2 separate regions of the Hordeum vulgare genome follow, and region 2 is linked to region 1. Evidence: chromatin contacts called from public Hi-C data. All regions are on one chromosome and are shown on one strand. Each heading gives the region's core, a stretch centred on a gene start, on an enhancer-like site or on the middle of the called end of the contact. The rest is flanking DNA. Distances are from core to core; before and after follow the strand shown.

Region 1 (2,867 bases), core at 295-2,794:
GCGAACTTGGTTGAATGATGTTTGTGATTCAAATTATATGACATGTGTTTTGGGTTGATGTATGAAATTTGTATCCAAAATAAACAAATGTGAGCGCCTGCTGCTCACGCGCTGTGCATTTTAGCGCGGCGCACCGCGCCAAACGTGACGATGGACGCGAATTATCACAGCGCGGCGCACCGCGCCAAACGTGACGATGAACGCAAATTATATGACATGTGTTTTGTGTTGATGTATGAAATTTGTATTAAAAATGAACAAATGTGAGCGCATGCTGCTCGCGCGCTGTGCATTTTAACGCGACTGCGGAAGCCAACGCATGGTCACGCTGCAAACGCCACGCCAAACGTGATGATTGGCGCACCGCAAACCAGATCGGCACGTTGGAGGTGCTCTAAGGGTGCAAACAAGCAAAACATGCCCAAAGCAACCAGATAAACTCAAGAAATCGGTCTTAGCGTGCAGCAAAAGAGAGACGACAATCAGTCCTTGATATTTTTCACATCTTCACAATTTTATTACAAAGAGGCATTCACAGTTTCCCTTCCCCTCCCTCTCTCCCTTGACCTACGAACTTATACGAACATACAGCGGTGTTAATCAGGTTACAGAGTATAAGCTGATTGGCACCTATGCGGAAGCCACGCAAAATAAGTACAAACAAGCAGCAATCGATCCATGGCAACGACGGCATGCAGCAACGACGACGACGACAACTTGGTGCGTTACGGTTCAACCCAGACAGACAGAGAAACAGAGAAGAGGGAGGAGAGGGTGAGATGGGGCACCGGCATAGCGAGTGCCGGGCCTAAGCGGCGGCCGCCTTCTTGGCGGGGGACTTCCTGGGAGACTTGGTGGTGCCCGCCTTGGGCTCCTTGGCAGCCGCCGCGGCGGGCTTCTTGGGAAGCAGCACGGGGTTGATGTTGGGCAGGACACCTCCGTAGGCGATGGTGACGCCGGCCAGCAGCTTCCCGAGCTCCTGGTCGTTGCGGATCGCGAGCAGCACGTGCCGCGGGATGATCCGGTTCTTCTTGTTGTCCCGCGCCGCGTTCCCCGCCAGCTCCAGGAGCTGCCAGACAAAAAATAGAAAGTAAAACAGAGGCGAATCGGAGCCAGTCTCGCGGCTGGCGCGCGCGGCCCACCTCGGCGGCGAGGTACTCGAGGACGGCGGCGAGGTAGACGGGGGCGCCGCTGCCGACGCGCTTGGCGTAGCGGCCCTGCTTGAGGTAGCGCCCGATGCGGCCCACGGGGAACTGGAGGCCGGCCTTGACGGAGCGTGAGACGGCCTTCTTCTTCGGCCCGCCGCCGCCCCGGCGCCCGGCCGCGCCGGCCTTCTTCGGCGCCTTCGCTACCGACTCCATCGCCGATCCAGAGCTCCGAAGCTTTTCCTCTTTGCTCTCCTTTTTTTCGCCCCCTTTTCTCCCTGTCGATTTCCTCGGGGTTTTTTTTAGGCTTGTTTTGTGCGGTGGAGTGTGCGTTTGTGCTTTCTGTGTGTTTCTGTTCTGTGTTTGTTCTCCGGGCGAGTATGGAGGTTGGGGGGCGGTGCTTCCATCTGGAGCGCTGGCGTCTTGGGGTCGACGGACGCCAGCCGTTGGTGGGCCTCGGCGATCCGTGTGAGAGGGAGAGCAACCAATAGGACGATGAGAGCTTGCAAATGTTTTTTTTTTCTTTGAGCAAATGTTGTGAGTGCTTGTGGATTGTGATTTTGGTTACACATAGATATGGCGGGGCTATTCGGCCTCGGGCTTTTTAGTTGGGCAGCGCTATGCGTCGGCGCTTCGAAACTTTCGGTCGGTTGCACGCAGACCGCACCATCAAAACTGTTCTTGCAGCAAAATACCTCGATGTAGCAAATTTTGATCACGATGCAGCAAACATCGGTCACGATTGCAATAAAAATATGGTTGTAGCAAAAAATATAAACGTGATCATAGTAAAAAAATACGCCGATGATGCATGGTATCAAAACAAAATGTGGGTTGTAGTAAAAACAATCCGGTGAATTCGGGTTGCAACTCTGATAAACGTGTATGCAATTTTTTAATAAACGATTGCAGTAAAAATGATATCGGTTGTAGCAAAAATTAACACGGTTGTAGCAAAAGTAAAAAACACCGGTTGTAACAAAAAATCCGATGAACTGAAGCTGCAACCAAACGTATATGCAGCTTTTTACTGGTTAAATGTAGCAAATAGAAAACGCTTTTAGCAAATATAAACATTGGTTGCAGCAAATTTAGACGAGAAAAAAGTTGGATGCCTAATCAACTGCATGCGCGGGTCGCGCGCCCGGCCACAGGCGTTTCCTTTTTTAGTTTCTTTAGCGAGACTCATAAAAAGCTCAAAATAGATGAATTGTAGGATTTTAATTTACAAATATCGACATACTAATGTTTATATATATACTATGAGGAGAATAATTAAATTAATGTTTTAAAACAAGAGAATGCCACTATATTGTATGTCAAGTCTGCTAGAGCTTAGAATTTCAAGGTTGGGCTTTCTAAAAAAGGTATGGTTTGTGGTCTATATACTTACCATTCTGGACGAGGTTTTTGGAATCATGATGGCATGTAATATTATTTTTTATCTTAACAGTGTCGTAATTCTATGATCATGTCACTGTCGTATGGTCATATTATTGAAGTGTCAACAAGGGTCTCATACTATTGTTTTGTCGAGGATATCAAAACACTATAATCAAGGCTTCGAAGGTTTGTTCTGTTAGGTGAAAGGGGCAATTTCTTTATCCTAACACGCAAAACTTGAGGGATATGCTTAAAAAGATTAGAAAATGGTTTATAACACCAAACAAAAATCATGGGCCTAGCTCTTTATTTCAATATTTGTTACAAATTGACATCCAT
Region 2 (2,700 bases), core at 89-2,588, 220 kb before region 1:
CCAGATCTGTGGTCATCAACATACTCAAACTCACCAATGTAACCTGCAGAAAAGAGGGGGGCATTGAATGAGTAATCCATGCTGTTGGATGGTTGCATATAGAACATTGGATCAAAGAGAACTAACCGTGCTTCTGCATGACGATAAGGAACTTGATGATCACCTTTGAGGAGGGCCTGATCATGACCTGCCTCTTGCCACGCTTCTCAGCGTTGTACATGCTCTTGAGAGCATCGTTCAGGACGCTAACCCTCACCATCCTTACCTAACCTGCAGAGATGGACACAAAGATTCATAAGGTCACCTTGCATCACACATATTTCTGCTAGGAGTTTAAAACAACATAACCAAATGAAAAGACTGAGAGTGGCAAGATTGCCTGAATAGCTGCTAAACTATCACTGAGCAACAGCAGAAACAGATGTGAAAAAGGAGCAAGTGTGACATATAAAAGTAAATGCCGCACATAGAATAAAACTAGGTGGAATCCCATAAAGCCTCTAAATCATCATGGTTCACAAGATTGGTAACGAACTGGAAAATGCAAAGGTAAAACATCTGAGCTTTGTTTGGCACCACTACTTTGGAACACACCTACTGAGACTTGCTAACACAGAAGCAAGCCAGACTTAGACAGGACAGACAGTCATGTAAATGGTTTCCTAAGTTCACATGAAACAGATATAATTGACAGTGAAGCACAGCGCCTATTAAAGCATACCACGACAGCTAAACATGCCACAAATTAATTGGTTCAGATTAAACATGCCAACCTACATCAGATTAAACATCTGGTTTCCGTTTTGGAAGAACTCTGCGACAATTGTTCAGGGAAATGCCACAGATAAGTACCACGTGTCTTTGATCCGCAACAGAGCATGCTTCAATTTCGATTTTTACGGGGCCAAATAATTTGGCCAGTAGTACAATTCATGGGATGAAAGATGAAACCAAGGGATCTACTATAACAGCCGCAGCGGACTCGTGATCTTAGAATCTAGACCGTCTTGATTCACCATCAAACCCGAAGCTGCACTCGTTTCGCGCCGTTGCCTACCACATACAGTACAACCACGAGCATGAAGGTGCGAGTAAACAACCACGAGACCAAGGATCTGATCAGTAACAGCATGGTGGAAGCGAACACCTTCAACGCCTGACCTAGCGAAGGATCCCTACGCGCGAGGGGGCGGGGAGGGGACGGAGAGGGGCCGAGGACCCGCGGGAGACGTACCTCGTAGGGGAGAGACGCCGGGAGCTCTCTGCTTCGGTGGGGTGGCGGCGGGGAGGCGGGGGCGAGGGAGGAAGGCGACGGCGATGGAGAAACAGCCCGAGGTAGGGTTTTGAGCTGTTAAAAAAGGAGAGAGGGCGGGCGCGTGCCCGTTGGATCTTGGTTGGACGGCGATCAATCGCCTCTGGGGGTGGGTTGCCCTAGGCGGATGCGCGCAGGTTTTGCGGTTTGGTCCTTTGATGCTTGGATATTTGAGCGACGGGTCGTGGTGAGGGGCATGTGGGACGGGTTGGATAAAGAGAGCCAATTCACTTTAGACCATCTACTATATATACAACTAGAACTTACAAATTCGACCCCTCAAACGTCCGTGAGCGAGTACGGACGCGTCCGTGGACAAAGACCGATCACGTCTCAAATAATGCATTCTATAACCGGGCATCTTAAATATGATATCTCAAATCCATACAAACGGATGGAACTACTACGTCGATACATTACACACATCGTCGGACTACTCCATCACTACAACATGCCGTCGGACTACCAAAATTTGGCATGTCTCGCTATGATGGACATCATCCATGGCTGCCCTTCCCCTTCGCGGATACCTTGTCGTCCTTTTTCAGAAGTATCGGTCGAAGACGCGGTACAGATCAAGCCGGAGTTGTCCTCGTCGTCGCTCACCTCCTTCTCCACCTTCGATGGCAGTCCAGTCATTCCACGGAGATTCTGCTCTCGGGCGAGGGCGCGCGTGTTCCTACGTTGTCGTTTCTTCAAAATACGGGCACGGATGGCTTCCTCCGCATCAAGCGGCTGTGCCGCCATTTCCTCTACGATACGGGCCTCAGCGCCATTATCCTCTCCTTCCCACGACGGACAGCCCGTTCCCGGTGGGAAGCAAAGTCTGTCAGACCGATGATGCGGAAGGAGAGATTTTTCGGTCGTCGAGACCGTGATGATCCAGCCCCGGAGGACCCGAGCATCTGTTGAGTCGATGCGATAGAGTCGCGGCAGACAGATCATGTCGTGAGCCGGGCGTTGTCCTCGCGGGAGTGGCAGAGTGCAATGCGGACCGTCATTGCCTCCTCCAACCCGCAGGGGATAACACCCAGTCGATGGATCCGGATTGGTCGGAGTCAGATCTGCTGCCCTTCATGTCGGAGAAGGCCGGAGATCATCGAAGGTGCCCTTGGGTGACGGATGGGAATGTAGGGGAGTGGAATGAAGTGGCTAGGGATTGGTCTTGCGAGCAAATGGGGACGAATATATGTGGGGCCGATACGAGCCAGCGCGGGCTAGGTCGACGTGACGGACGCCCCCATATTCGTCCCATATTTGGCTGGATATGAGGGATTTCGATCAGCCCAAACATTTGAGTTCCGTTTGAGGTGCATGGTTAGGTCAATATTTCATGTCGATCAATGACCAAACGTCTTGTCCGAGCATTTAAGACAAGTATAAAGGAT

The links. Hi-C and Micro-C count contacts between places; a contact is called where the count stands out from the background.
Region 2: a contact with region 1 is called in a Hi-C map of leaf, with 4 times the contacts expected there. The contact joins the promoter of LOC123445352 here to the promoter of LOC123445340 in region 1. A contact is called at or near these places in 3 of 6 Hi-C or Micro-C datasets (leaf and seedling) and 1 of 1 datasets of contacts at active chromatin or transcription factors (embryo).

The regions. Positions count from the first base shown.
Region 1 is chr1H:461,261,344-461,264,210 of MorexV3_pseudomolecules_assembly, reverse strand. It overlaps LOC123445340 (probable histone H2A.4), which reads right to left and starts at 1,544. Exons shown (of 2, transcript XM_045122316.1): 1 at 1,143-1,544; 2 at 475-1,069. The coding sequence starts at 1,361. The coding sequence ends at 809.
Region 2 is chr1H:461,480,062-461,482,761 of MorexV3_pseudomolecules_assembly, reverse strand. It overlaps LOC123445352 (40S ribosomal protein S15a-1), which reads right to left and starts at 1,338. Exons shown (of 4, transcript XM_045122325.1): 1 at 1,235-1,338; 2 at 127-270; 3 at 1-43. The coding sequence starts at 259.